Linked DNA regions of Sus scrofa: region 2 is linked to region 1. The links are chromatin contacts, called in public HiChIP or PLAC-seq maps. All regions are on one chromosome and are shown on one strand. The core of a region is the stretch at or near the end of the contact, and the rest is flanking DNA. Distances in the headings are between cores, read along the strand shown. Region 1 has its middle 430 kb from the start of NUF2. Region 2 has its middle 280 kb from the start of NUF2.

Region 1 (7,483 bases), core at 2,404-4,903:
CTCCAGCCCCAGCCCAGATCAGCTCCAGGAACCTGAGACCACAGTTTACAAGGGACAGATTAAGAGGTCTGGGCTGGTGTAGGGAGCAGCTGTGCCAGGAGGGCTGGGTTAAGGTCCCTGTGTGGGAGAGGGGCCAGAAGGGAGGTGCTTCTAGTCCAAGGTTAGCGATCAGACATCCTATAATAAACCGACCTGTGAGCAGTACCAGACAGCTCCTGAGTCCTCTCACTAAATGGGGCAATAAATATATCACTGTACCACGAAGTAGCCTCTGGGCAGCTATAGAACACTTAATTATTGATTAATCTTCATTAATTAATGAATCTGAACACGAGGGCTGCTAAACAGGAGTATGAAAAGCCAGTGTTCCATGAGAGGAGAGAGGGGAGGGCTTGCTCTGCTCCCAATGCAGGGGACACTGCCCCGGCCCTCCTGCCTTATCAGGGCTCAGCCACTCTGCTCTCCTAGAATGTGACCTCTAGTGTCAATAGTGCCTGTGGGTGCCAGTGCCGTCTCAAGACTGGATATAAAATAAGTGAGGTGAAAAAATGATAGCACATAGGGAAGGAAAGAGATCAGGGAAAACAGGAAGGATGACAGGGAAAACAATTCCGTTCAACTTTTATTTACCATCTACTCTTTGCCAGGAATTGAGGTTCCAAAGGTGAATGAGAAATTCTCTTGTTTTGCAGTCATTCATAGTTTAGTAGGAAAAACCAAAGAATTCAATTTAATGTTCAACACACTTGTACTCAGCACTGCCTGGAAAATTCCAGCTATATAATTTAGGATCAGGGGGTGTTGAAGCAATAACCTAATCTTAAGACATGTACCATTATGTTTATAGAGGTTTTGAGATACAATAAGAAGAATAACAGTCATAATAAATGTCTTCCTTGAATTTGGGGAGGGAAACTAGTTGATGATTTATGAATGCAAACTCATCCTTTTCTCTCGAGCTGTACAGGAAGCCTAGGATATCATCTTGGGCAGCACAGCAGGTAAATGCTGACTTTATTATGTATTGGCTGTCAGACTTTACGTGAGCTCCTTTACTTCCATGGCCTTTAGTTTCCTTGTCTGTTTAATGAAGATAATTTTAGTCCCCTTACAGAGTTTTTTTTTTCTTTTCCTTCCTTGCCTTTTCTAGAGCCGCTCCTGTAGCACATGAAGGTTCCCAGGTGAGGGGTCTAATCAGAGCTGTAGCCGCTGGCCTACACCAAAGCCACAGCAACACCAGATCCGAGCCGTGTCTGCAACCCACACCACAGCTCACGGCAATGCCGGATCCTTAACCCACCAAGCAAGGACAGGGATCGAAACTGCAACCTCATGGTTCCCAGTCAGATACGTCAACCCCTGAGCCATGACGGGAACTCCTACAGAGCTATTCTGAAGTGTGGAGTTGATTGTGTGGAAGGTGGAGAGGTCTAGACATGTAGGAGTCATTTATAAATGATCTAGGAATAACTTACAAATAGTAGTTATTAGAGTTATTACTCTGTTTGGCAGTGTAAATTATAATCCTTTCATCATGTGACTTTTGTGCTCAAAAACCTCCAATATTCATTAATGATCATGGGGAAAGAACAATGAAGGAGCTTCCACTTGTAGAGAAAGACAAACTAATGTCTCTTAATAGCAGGGATACTGCCTTCAGCCTAGTGTGGGTTTGAATGTGACTATTGCCATTTACTAGCTGTGTGTCCTTGGGTAAATGTCTTAACCTTTCTGGTCAGAATTTAGTTTCCTTATGTCTTAGAAGAGGATAATAACAACCACTATTTCTGAGGGTTGCTGTGAGAATTAAATTCGATACTGCATGTAAAGCCTTGAGCAAATTGCCTGGCATTTAAAAATTGTCAAATGGAGTTCCAGTTGTGGCTCAGTGGTTAACAAATCTGACTAGGAACCATGAAGTTGTGGGTTCGATCCCTGGCCTCACTCAGTGGGTTAAGGATCCGGTGTTGCTGTGAGCTGTGGTTTAGGTCGCAGACGCGGCTCAGATCCCACGTTGCTGTGGCTCTGGTGTAGGCTGGCAGCTACAGCTCTGATTAGACCCCCCTAGCCTGGGAATCTCCATATGCTACGGGTGCGGCCCTAAAAGGACAAAAGAGAAAAAAAAATCTCAAATGATAACTGTTAAAAATAATTATTTCTATTATTGTTAATAGTGGGAATCACAACTCGGCCCCATGGGACAAGATATTCTGATAAAAAGCCATCTCCTCCTCTCTCCCACCACCACTCCTTCTTTTTCTTAATCAGACCCTCCCTCCAACACTCACCCAAACACTTTTAACTTGTTACATCAATAGGCACTCCAGAGAATCTAGAGAAGATTTTTCTAACCACCAAGCTGCAGTGGTCCAGGAAGATGCCCCCCCTCAGAGAATCATAGTTGGATTGAACTCTGTGTGCCTGTTTTCACCATGAAAGCAAAATTCTATGAACAATTCTAGGACATGATTTCAAAAGTTTTATGCTTTTCTTAGTTAAAGTCACAGGAAAAATAAGCCAGCTTTCCTATCCCTAAGGAGTTTGCAGTTTTGAGGGAGAAATAGTGCTCTATAAGGAACTCAAATATAAGCCTAATTGTTTTATAAGTGAGAAAACTGGTATAAACAAAAAACAGCAGGAACTTGGAGGAGAGAGTGCCTACCTGTGGGTGATGAGGTGACTTTTCAAGGAGGAAATGGCAGCTGCATGGTGCTTTGCAGGACAAGTTTATTGAAATAAAGTGAGAAGGTAAACCAGATTATTCTAAGCTGAAGAAACAGTATGGATATGAGTATAAAGGCATAAAAACTTGGGGCATATTCTAGAAATCCTGCATTTGTACATTTTAGCGACTTTTCTAGGTAGGCATGTTGTTTACTTTTGTAATTTCTTTGTTTGCATCTGAACGCGGTGTCACTTCCTGGGGCTCGTGAAGTGTTCCCTGTTATGAAAGTCCCTTTTCAGTTCACAGGAGGTATGGAGATAGAGATGTCTTTCTGGTTCTCTACGCGAAGCCATTTTGTAGGGAATGATGCCAGCTGGAATCTGAGGCTTGCTCTTAAGAAAGACGGCACCTAAGAATTCCTGAGAAGAATTTTCTGAGCACCTGGATTCCTTAGCATTTGACCTGGCATGAATGTCATTCAAAAAAAAAAAAAAAAAAGTTTTTAAAGTGAAGAAAGAAAGAAAAGAAAAGAAAAAATAAACCCCCCCCCCAAAAAAAAGAGAGAGATGAAAAAAAAAATTCCAAATCAATGAAACATTCCCTCTGAATTCATGGGAAAGATGAGAGGATCGCTATTGACAGCAATCTGTTGGGGTGGGGGTGGGGGTGCAGAACAAACTGGGGTAGTGCTATCTTCCAGGTCTTAGGAAATCACCACAACACAGCCTCCTGCATCTCCCCAATCCTCCTCCTTTGTGTACCACTGAATGCCTGGGGGAAAAGAAAGAAATAACCAGGGAGAGTTCAAACCAGGAAAAAAAAAAAAAAAAAAAAATGGAAACCAGATTCTCTGAGGGAAAAACACAATCGGCACACCGCAAGCAGCGAGAAACCTGGAAAGCAAAATGCTAAAAGCAAGTGAGAGAGGCTTTTGCAAAAGGAAATTAGATATGAGCTGCCAGGTGATATAGCAGCTGAAAGGTCAGTGCTATTTTGGGCTGAATATGAAGAGGCTTCAGGCATCTCAGGACAAAAAAAAAGTACAAACTAGAGAGGGTTCAGAGAAAGGCAACCGCATTGATTAAAGAATGGCTGTTGGCTTTGTGGTGAAAGATGAAAGGCTTGAGATAGTCAGGAGAAGCCAGGGAGCTGGGTGCCAATTGTATATTAATAGCATTTTGTGGTGACAAAACACTCAACACCATGTTTATTTCTTATCTCTCACACGGTCGTTTTCTCCTTGTAAAATGTGTTCATTCATCCAACAGTCATTTATTGACCACCTGCTCTGTGCCATTTACTGTGCTGGGGAGTTCAAGTTAAATAAGCTACTGCCTCAGTCCTTGAAAAGCTCACTGTCCAATGGAGACCAGGAATCAGGAAGCAGTAAGCAGAATGTCATGGGGGTGAGGACTAAAGAGGTCCCACGACCTCAAGAAAAGGGATTATTATTGCACTTCAAGAAGGCAGGAGAAGTTTAAAGAGAAGGCAATCTTTTAGCTAGATTTTGCAGAATTGAATAGGTTTTCACAAAGTGGAATATGTGATGGGGGGCGGTGAGTAGGGGAACACTTCAAGCAGAAGGAAAATCATGATTAAAAACACAGATTAGGGAGTACAACCCAGTGATGCTAAAGCCAAGGTCATGTGGACAGATCAAGGAGTGGACTGGTGGAAAACAGATCATAAAAGGGACCCATCATTTGTGAGAGTATGTTAGAGTAGGCTGATGGGCATGAGTTTTACCAGCAAATATCCTTGAAGGAATACAATAAAGTTCTGTGTTTTCAGGAAATATAATGTTTGGCATAACACAGCCTCTGACCTGAAGGAACTTCTCAATCAATCAATAAACTGTTGTTGAAGTCTTTACATGCCCTGGGTGCTAAGCTGGGGGTTCATCTCAAATAAGACAAACCTCTCAAAAACTTTCAATCAAGGTAATGGTGACAAATTAATCACATAAATTATTAAAAAATTTTAAATGTATAGAATAGAAACCAAAGGATATTACAACATGCTGCTAGTGGGGAAGGAAGAGAATACCTGATAAGTTCCCACTCTGAATACCTGTTGGGATAAAATAAACTTCCCCAAATTTTAATGGTTTAAAAAACACTTTATAATTATAACTCATGGTTGTGTGGTTTGACTGGATTCAGCTGGGTGGCTCTCCTTTGGGGTCTCTCGTGTTGTTGATGTTAGTGGCAGCTGGAGCTGGAATCATCTGTAGGTTCAGCTGGGCTGGACATCCAGAATGTTCCTTTATTTTGATGTGTGGTGCCTCTGATGGGATGTCTGGCACTGATAGAGGCTACCAAGGCATCTGTGTCTCTCCACATGTCATCTTCATATGGCAACTTTGCATTTTTCATAGCACAGTAGTCTCGGATGGTCTTAGACATCTCACATGATATTAGGCTTCCCTCAGGCTTCCCTCAGGCTGAGGAAAAAGCTACAACGCTTCTCAGAACTTACCCTTGGGAGTCATGCAAGGTCACTTCTGTCCTATACTACAAATCAAAGTGCAAGTCATAGGGACAGTCCATTCAGGGCTTGAGCATTAAGAAGCATGAGTCATTGGAAAGCCATCTTTGGAGGAAAGCTACCATGGCTCCAAATGACAGTAAGGGCTGCAAAGGAAGATGGGCCATTACATAGAGAACTGTCAGAGAAGATACTTCACTGGGGAGGTGGAGCTTAACTTGGGTCTTGGAGGAAGTGTGGATTCCATCTAACGAGAGAGAGAGAGAGAGAGAGAGAGAGAGAGGGAGGGAGCTCATGGTGAAATAAGCATATATTCTAAAGGGAATTTGGGTTTGAATCTTGCTTCTCTCACTCACTTTCTTTGCCTTTGGGGCAATATTTCGCAGGGTAGTGATAACATACATTGGAAGTTCCCGCTGTAGCACCATGGGTAATGATCTGGTTTGTCTCACTGTAGCGCTGGTTGGATCCCTGGCTCAAATGCAGTGGGTTATGGATTCAGCATTGCTATAGCTATGGCATAGGTAACAGCTCTAGCTCAGATTCGATCCCTGGCCCAGGAACTTCTATATGCTATGTGGGTGGCCAAAAAAGAAAAAAATATATATGTCCTAGCTAGAAATCACCAAAAAGAGTTTCTGTTATTAATTACAAAAGAGGGTATTTGAACTTGGGTGAAAATTAAATACTCAAGGAACGTTGAAGACACAACGAGTAACCTACAACATTACAGCAATGATATTCAGAATGGATTAAAGGGGAAATTTTATAACAAGAGCCTAGATTCCAGTTTCTGCATTTGTCACAAATTGTACATCCTAAAATGTATATGTGTATAATAATCTGACCAGATACGATTATGATATTAGACAGCAAAGATACTGTCTTATTCCAAAATGTCATCCACTCTAATATGCCCGAGAGTCTTCTATTCCATCATTTGTAGTTCATTCTTCTCAGTTAAGGTATCTTGTCCCCTGGGACCCTCTATCACAATGGAAATACTCTGGAAGAGGTAATACATTAAGATATCATCAATTACTCACAATGTATTATACTCTTGAGATTACTTTTCAACCGTATTAGTCAAAATATTCTAGGTTATGCGGTGCTAAAAATATTTCCACAATCTTAGTTCCTTCTTTTAATGCAATAAAACTTATTCACTCATATGAAATCCTCAGCATGTCCAGGCAGCTCTCCAGGGCAGCTGTCCCCAACATGTTGGCTTAGCACCATAGGCTCCTTTGATCTCATGGCACCTTCATGTCAACATGTGTTCCATGATCACCATGGCAGAAGAGAAGACAGGAGAGTCACTCACTTTCGATTAAATGCTCCTACAAGAAAGTGGTATGCATCACGTCTACTTACATTCCATTGGCTGAAGCAAGTCACAAGACCACATCTAGCATAAGGGAGGCAGGAAACTATTAGCTTCCTGTGTGTCCAGAAGAGGAATTGGATATTAGTTAGGTGTAATATGCATGGCATATTGATCAAAGAGGAAATTCAGGGAAGAAAAAGTAGACTGTGATTGAAAAAATTTGTGTTAGTGAAATGGACGGGAACAGAGGAGGAGGAAGATCTGATGGGTCATCACTGTGGGTTTCTGGATGTATTGATACAGGGTGGTAGTAAGCTCCTTGAGAAAGAAGAGGTGTTGAAAATAGAGACCAAGTTTCCCCAAAAGGAGAAAGAAGAGCACATACGCAGCATCAGCTTTGGCTCTTTCACACTTTAGCATCAGTCATTCATTGGCAGACACTAGGTTGTCCTGCTCATCATCATCAGAAAGCCAACAATCCAATGGTAATTTTATTTATGTATTTATTTATTTATTTATTTATTTTCTTTTTAGGGCTACACCTGAGGCACATGGAAGTTCCCAAGCTAGGGGTTGAATTGGAGCTGCAGCTGCTGGGCTATGCCATAGCCATAGTAACACCAGATCTGTCTCGTCTTCGACTTACTCCACAGCTCACGGCAATGCTGGATCCTTAACCCACTAGTGAGGTCAGGCATCAAACCTGCATCCTCATGGATGCTAGTCAGATTTGTTTCCACTGAGCCACAACGGGAACTCCTAATGTTAGTTTTTATCAATAGTTAAAAAATCTGGAGAAGTTGCTGGAGTAGGTATTCAGCATAAGCTAGGAAGGCGAAATGAAACAGCAAAAACTAAGCCAATGTTTGGAGGTTTAGAAAAAAGATAGGTAATGCTGAGTATCAAGACAATGAGAAACTGAAAAAGCAAGGATAATCGGAAATGACTTTGAACAGATTTCAGTTCAGGATTCTGGGGTGAAGGAAACCAACCTGATAATTCTT
Region 2 (7,483 bases), core at 3,198-5,697, 150 kb after region 1:
AATCTATTGTTCTTAAATTCAGAGCAGAAATAGCAAACTATTAATAATGTTCAGTTGTAGAGCATTATGATTAGTTGATTACCTCCAAAAGTTATTTTATTTCTTGGACCTTCAGTTTCTCTGTTAAATATAAGGTTTGGATTAGATAACCCTTTACATTTCCATCTTCAACATTTGTATAAATTCTAGATTATAGCCATGCCCACTCTCTTATCCTCATTTCATAACATGGGCCCCTCCTACATGAAGATGCAAGTTAATTGGAGTTCCCTAGTGGCCTAGCAGTTAAGGATCTGGCATCGTCACTACCGTGGCTTAGGTTATTGCTTCAGCATGGGTTTGATCCCTGGCTGGAGAACATCTGCATGCTGTGGGCATGGCAAAAAAAAAAAAAAAAAAAAAAGCAAGTTCATAGATGAAGAGGAAATATTAAAAAACATTCCATTAGGAAGATAATAGTGGCATCAACCAAAAGTAGGGTCAAGAAAATGAGATCGGGTCCACCTTCATTACCATGGGAAATCACAAAAATTCCCAGAGTCCTCTTATCCTAAGAATTCAAACCTTACCACTTCTCCCTGAGGTTTTTTGTTCTTCTTGAATTTCCTGTAAGATACATCAGCCATATACTGCAGGATCTGATTCCTCACAATCCAAATCTCCCACCCCACCTCCAACCATCAAAGGTAGTGTTTCTGAACCTCCCTATCACTGACATTTTGAGCCAAATAATTCTCTGTTGGGCAGGGGAGAGCGGAGGTCCTGTGTGTTGTAAAATGTTTGGCAGCATCCCTAGATTCTACCCACTAGACTCCAGAAGTAATACCCTTCCATCCCCTCCTGTTGTGACAACAAAATATATCCCCAGACACTGCCAAATGTCCGCTGGGGGACAAAATTGTCTCCAGTGGGGAACAACTGATTTAAGACAAGTGGTCCAATGATTCCACTTCCTTCCTGGACTGAAATGCTAGCCCGGGTACCATGCCCTCTGACCACTGCTCGTCAAAGCAGTTTACAGATAACAACATTTGCCCATGATATAAATTTCCATCCACACAATTAAGGGAGACATGGTTTATTTGCATATTAGCACATCCAGCTGCTTGTTTGCCTTTGCTTGATATTTCAGTCCAAGTATAGGGGTTTGGCATAAATAATATCCAATCAGCTGAAGGCTGAAAGATATTGTAAATATCCAAGTCCTAAACTACTGCTTCTTTTTTTTTTTTTTTTTAAAGTATAATCCATACAAACCACTCTTAGATGGAAGGGGGAAAAAAACCCTACTCCAATGCCATTTCTTAAATAGACCCATTAAAAATGAGCTGTGAGTGAAATACGGCTTTATTAAACAGATGACATTACATCAGGAATGATGAATCATAAAGTTTCTTTTCAGTATTACAATGGTATACGACCTTTTAAACTTTAATCATTCACCTCATATTCTGAACTACCATCAGGTGTGCAGGCTTCTTGCTGATTACATTAACATGAGGCAGCTGGGGAGCCATTGGCATCAATTCTCGACAGCCTTTTACCCGCATGGCTTAGCGACACACAGCCAGAGCAGGGGCAGCCCCAGGCCTGTCTGGAAAGGGAAGTGTAGACTCTCTGTGATTGCCAGGGTCCAGGAGTGACAGGGAAAGAACTCTCGTGTCTAATACATTGTTGTATTCCCAGAACCTGGCAAAAGGTCTGGCACATAGTAGGGACTCTATCAATCAATGTTCATTGTACAAATCTCAAAGTCCAAGAAATTGGAAAATGGTGCTGCATTTGGACAGGGCTTTCAGTTTCCAAAAATCACGATTTAGTCTTTACAGGGACCTTGTGAGGAAGGCCAAGGTTATGTTGGTAGTAAATAGTAGCGCTAGACAACAAGTTTGTTTTCCCTTCACAACTTTCCACAGTCGATATGAGACAGTACCATGCTATTGCTAAGAGCACATGCTTGGCTTCCATCCCAGCACTTCTACTCAGTAACTGTGTGCCCTTTCACGAGGCACTTAAACTCCCCAAGATCCATGGTCCTCAAAGGTCAATGGTGAGGACTGTTTGAGAGGATGCATGTAAAAAGCTTGGCATGATGGATGGCACATGGTGATTATCCAATAAACATTATTTATAATTATTAACAGCTTGAAACTATCCTGGAGAAACAGAAAACTGACATCACAGAATCTTTAAAGAAAAAGCTGAATTTGAAATCATAAGGACTTGATGGACTATCACCCCTAAAAATTAATTGATACCCCAGCTAATCCCCACATAATTTTCTTTTTGACTACTCTTTCTAGAGGAGAGTTGTCAGGATACAGACTAAAGGAGAGTTTGTCACTTGCTCTCAATAACTCCGTCCTGCAACCTGGTACCAAAAACATCCTTGGACCTGTTTTGAGAAGTTCCATACCATGATGTCATTATGTCAGTGATGCTCTGACTAAAAGGTAAGTATTTTTATGGTAGTTCTCCTGCCTCTGGGAAGTATTAAGTCTTCCCATTAATACTTTAAATGGCACAGGAAAAATATAAAGAGGTTCATTCAAGAAGAATTTTAGTAAATTTTATATGATTGATCTGAAGCAGATTAACAAAAACATAGGAAATTTTGAAATAAATCCATAATCTTTTGTTATAGCCATTTAGGAAAACTATCATAATTTTCCCCTGAATGTCCACAAATCTTTCTTTGGGGACAATATAAAAATTTGAGGTCAGCCATTATTTTGTCCTAGGGAAGTATATACTATATTTTGCATGAGACTCAATCTAAAATTGAATTCGTGTATCATTTAGTATGCTTTTTGGATATAAATTCCAGAAATGCCAATTTAAGTAACAAATGATAAATAGCAAAAGTCAGGAGATATGTTGATTTTAGAATTCATTAACTTCTGGTGGTGCAATGATTATCAGCAAGGAAATAGAAATAGACCCACAGACAGAAAACAAACTTATGGTTGCCAAAGGGGAAAAGGGGAAAGGGATAAATTAGGAGTTTGGAATTAACATATACACACTCTTATATATAAAGTAGATAATTAACAAGGACCTACTGTGTAGCACAGGGAAATATACTCAATATCTCATAATAGGTAATGGAAAATAATCTGAAAAAGAATATACATACACACATATGTATTTGTATATATAACTGAATCACTTTGCTACACACTTGAAATCAACACAACATTGTTAATCAACTAAAAATTTTTTTTAAATATTAAAAAAAGTAGTTTAAAAAGATCCAGTTTCTTTTCATATGTCGTTTGCCATTGTTGGTATGTTGCCTTGATTTTCTCTCTATCTGGCTCTGCCCAAGATCTCTAGATAGCTACCACATCTCTTCCACATAATTATATCCAGAGGTGGGAAAAAAGAGAACTGTTTCCTCTCAGAAGTCTCTTTTGTTAATAATAAAGAAACATTTCCTGTAATTTCTCTTTGCTTATATATATTTTCCCTACCCTATTGGTTACATCTGGGTTCTATAACTACCCCCAAAACTAATTCTTGCCAGAGATGATACCATTAGGAACAATTAAGATTCACCCCATTGAACTGGAAGGGTCCTCGCCTTTTTGTACACATGCTTATTTAATGCCTAAACAAAACTGAAGTTCTGTTGGTACGGAAGAAACTGATTGGGAAACACTGCTGGGTGGAGAAAAAATGGGCATCATCTCATTAGCCATTAGGGTCGGTGATTCCTAAACATGTCACCATATTAGAATCGCCTGAAACATTCGGTCATTTATATTACACCCACTGGGGAGAACACAGGAATCAGTATTTTTGAAGCTCCCCAGGCGATTCTAAGTTACATAGAAGTTTGAGGGTGACTACTTTAGCTATTGCTTCAATACTAGGCATGCTAGCAGGGTCTACTGATCTATTTCAGTGCTTGTCCACGGCAATCCTGTAGATCTCATTCAGTTTCATCAAGCACATATAGAAATGTCTTGTGCTAGAGTGTTGGCTTGACTAGTACATGAAATACACCATCATACCACTACAGAAGCTACACGATACCAAAAATCCGAGAGACAATGAAGAGTTTCTATAAGTGAACTGAATGTTCTAACATACCACATATTTTACCATTTTGAGTTTTTAACTAGGTTATTGTTGCCAAATGATAAAACAGATGAGAAGGCTCTGGACCTCCACTATCGTCATGGAGATGTGGAGTCATAAATGTTGTCTAACCCAAACCCTGGGACACTAGCTTCATGAAGGCAAAGATTTTTATCTATTTTGTTCACTGCTATGTCCTTACTACCTAGAAGAATGCCTCATGCCCCGTCCCATACTTATACCATGCCTTAGTTTTTCCAGTTTATCACTCCATAGCTTAATTTCCTTATCCTTTGTATAGGAACATTAATATCCTATATGCCTGATGTGGGGAAGGAATAACTGCATTTCAAAGATGCAACACTAAGATCCACCAGCTGAGCAACACAGCCGGAATCATTGGATCTCCCTGAGCTTCCGTAGGGAGAGAAATACTGCTTTGTATCTCAAAGAGTCTCTATGAGTCTCCAATATGGTGATGTATGCAAAAGTGCCTTCCAAAATATACATTCCTATACAATTATGAATTATGACTTCAAAAGGGATAAAGGTAAATGTTTAATTAATTCAACGCAATATTTAGGGCACCTTCTCTCTAACATGCACTTTTCTTTTTCTTCCTTTTCCTCTGTCGCTCTCAAAATGTTAATACGGGTCTCCTCTATAAATAACGATAGTGGCATACTGACAACCAGATTTAAATGCTGCAGCACAGCACCCTGTACAAGAAGGCTGACACAGAGCTTCTATTTTTATATGTTTAGTGATATATCCAAGTGTCACTCAACAACAACAGGAAAGGAGCGACTGTGCTGCTATCGTTCACTCATATCTTCACCCCTCCTCCGCCTACTACTCAGACACATCCCTGACAAGCGCTGCGTGGCTCCACCTGCTCACCAACCTGTCAATATTTGGGTTAAAAAGAAAGACTCCAGCACATGACTCTTAATTTTCATTAGGATATGTGTGGATATTGTGAATAAGAATCTATGTTCAGCTCTTACAAGACCACAGGAATTTCATTGCTGTCCTTTCTGGAAATGCTCTATCTCAGGGTCAAACAATCTCTGCAAAGGCTATGCTGGAATTACTGAGATGGGAATTGAAATACACTCTGACAGTTGACTGAGGGCACTGGAGAAATGCAAGGAAATACCTTGGACTCTATGATTCAAACTTTAGTCAGGACAGAGCTAATTCTCTGGACTTCAGGGAAAGGTGACTCCATAGCTTTACACCTTGACTGAGCCAACTGAAATTATAGCCCCTTCTCTTTTCTACAGTCTTTCCAAAGTCTGAACTGAGGCATATTTCAAGGACAATTAGGGGGTTAAGTGCTTCATCTACTGAGAATTAGTATGGCTCACCACTATCTCAAAGCACCTACAGGAATGTTCACCTGTAAGAAGATGAAACCCCACCAAACAGACAAGGGACATCCAAACCTTAACAGTGCTTACAGACAGGAGAAGGAGTAGACATAAGCATTCATAATTCATTATTTCGTGGTTATTCACATTATTCACATATGCTATATGTGATTTACAGATTTGCATGTCTTATAAACTTGATTGGGATAGCTGGTCATAGTGAATTAGTGCCACTATGAAGCCAGACAGTCATGGTTCAAATTTTAGTTTTGGAATTTCCTGGCTCTATGATTTTGAACATTCGTTTTATTTCTCCAAGCCCATTTCCTTACCAGTGAGATTTGACCATGCCGAACTTAGAAGACTACTATGAAGATATGAAAGTATATTCACAAAACACTTACACAGTGTCTGGTTTAAAGTAAATTATAGCTAATACTTACTAAGCCCTAATGTATATTAAACACTGTTTTAAGCACTTTCTAAGGTACCTCTAATTGTATTAGTAGTTTAAATGGCTTCCTTCTCTCTGAAACTTTACTTCCATAATTGGATTTTACCCAAGCTAATAGTGTCAAGATGAGGACTGTTTTCTATTTGTTGTTCCAGATCATAATGTCTTAAAGAAAAGGCACGGACTTATAGCATGATGGGTCTAATCAGAAAGAAGCCAACATTGAAAATCTAGTACAAGATGCACACTACTGTTTATAAAATAGGTAACTAACAAGAGCCTACTGTATAACACAGGGACTCTACTCAATATTCTGTAATCTGTAGTAATCTATGTGGGAAAAGAATCTGAAAAAGAATGGATTATGCATATATAGAATGGAATCACTTTGCTGTACACCAGAAACTAATACAATGTTGTAAATCAACTATATTCCAATAATTTTTTTTTTGGTCTTTTTAGGGCCACACTTGCAGCATATGGAAGTTCCCAGGCTAGGGGTTGAATTATAGCTGTAGCCACAATAGCAATGTGGGATCCAAGCTGTGTCTGGGACATACACCAGAGCTCACTGCAATGCTGGATCCTTAACCCACTAAGCAAGGCCAGGGATAGAACCTGCATCCTCATGGTTACTAGTCAGATTCATTTCTGCTGAGCCATGACAGGAACTCCACTCCAATAATTTTTTTAAATGGACTATACAGGCTGCAGATGGAAAGTTATGACTGAAGGTGGGGCAGAGTTGCACCCAGAGAGGCAGGCAGAGTCCTGATTAGTGGAATCTATTTTTCTCTCTCCTGAGAGCCACTATGTTCTGATTGACCCAGAACTTGGACCTGGTGCTTGAGACTTGTGGTCAAGGGGCCCAGGGCAGTGTTACAGCTCTGTAATCAAAATTACCCTCCTGCCCTGGGGTAAGAACTCTAATCTTGCCCTGGTTCTAGCACTATGATGGCGTGGTTGAGACAGGACCAGGAGGGGCTTTGGCTCTGTCAGCGATACCAACAATACATTAGCAATGCAGTGATGCTGACCTAAAGGGAACGCCCCTAGCATGTAATTCCTTTTCATCCCAAGAGGACTTAGATGTATGAAGGTCTTCTCATTCTATGTTCAGGTATCAACAAAGCAGATAAAATAGATAATAAATGTATCCACCAAGATGAGAAACTCCTTCCTTTTTCCAAGTTCAGATTTGGCTACAGAAGGCAAAGGGAAGACAATGTGTATTCCTGGAACCTTATATAATCCAGGAACTAGGTGATTTAAATCCATTCTTTCAATTTAGCCTTTATTTTTGATAATGATATTATCTTAACTTTATACATGGGGATATTGAGTAATAAAAATATTAAGAAACTTGACTAAAACTGCATCACAAGGTAAAGATCTAAATTCAAAATGATATTTTCCTGGTTCTAAAGCCCTTTATAAAACAAACTCTCACTATAATTAGTGTGAAGAATAGCATTCTGTTATTTAAGACTTTCTAATTTATCTCTACTGCCTATTGGGTCATGCTCAACCTTTTTAGCTTTATATGCAAGGTTTGCTACCATAACTATAAAAT

Evidence for each region. HiChIP or PLAC-seq counts read pairs in DNA pulled down with a chosen protein or histone mark.
Region 2: an H3K27ac HiChIP or PLAC-seq map of skeletal muscle shows a contact between it and region 1. The contact joins two enhancer-like sites. A contact is called at or near these places in 1 of 47 Hi-C or Micro-C datasets (heart right ventricle) and 1 of 2 datasets of contacts at active chromatin or transcription factors (skeletal muscle).

The regions. Positions count from the first base shown.
Region 1 is chr4:86,758,873-86,766,355 of Sscrofa11.1, forward strand. No RefSeq gene overlaps it. Among named protein-coding and RNA genes, the nearest start is that of NUF2, 430 kb to the right of the region's middle. Within about 2 kb of position 3,654, at least 4 of the 83 cell types and tissues checked have an H3K27ac peak or open chromatin away from gene starts, as enhancers often do. A contact at or near this core is called in skeletal muscle, where this site is marked.
Region 2 is chr4:86,909,699-86,917,181 of Sscrofa11.1, forward strand. No RefSeq gene overlaps it. Among named protein-coding and RNA genes, the nearest start is that of NUF2, 280 kb to the right of the region's middle. Within about 2 kb of position 4,448, at least 3 of the 83 cell types and tissues checked have an H3K27ac peak or open chromatin away from gene starts, as enhancers often do. A contact at or near this core is called in skeletal muscle, where this site is marked.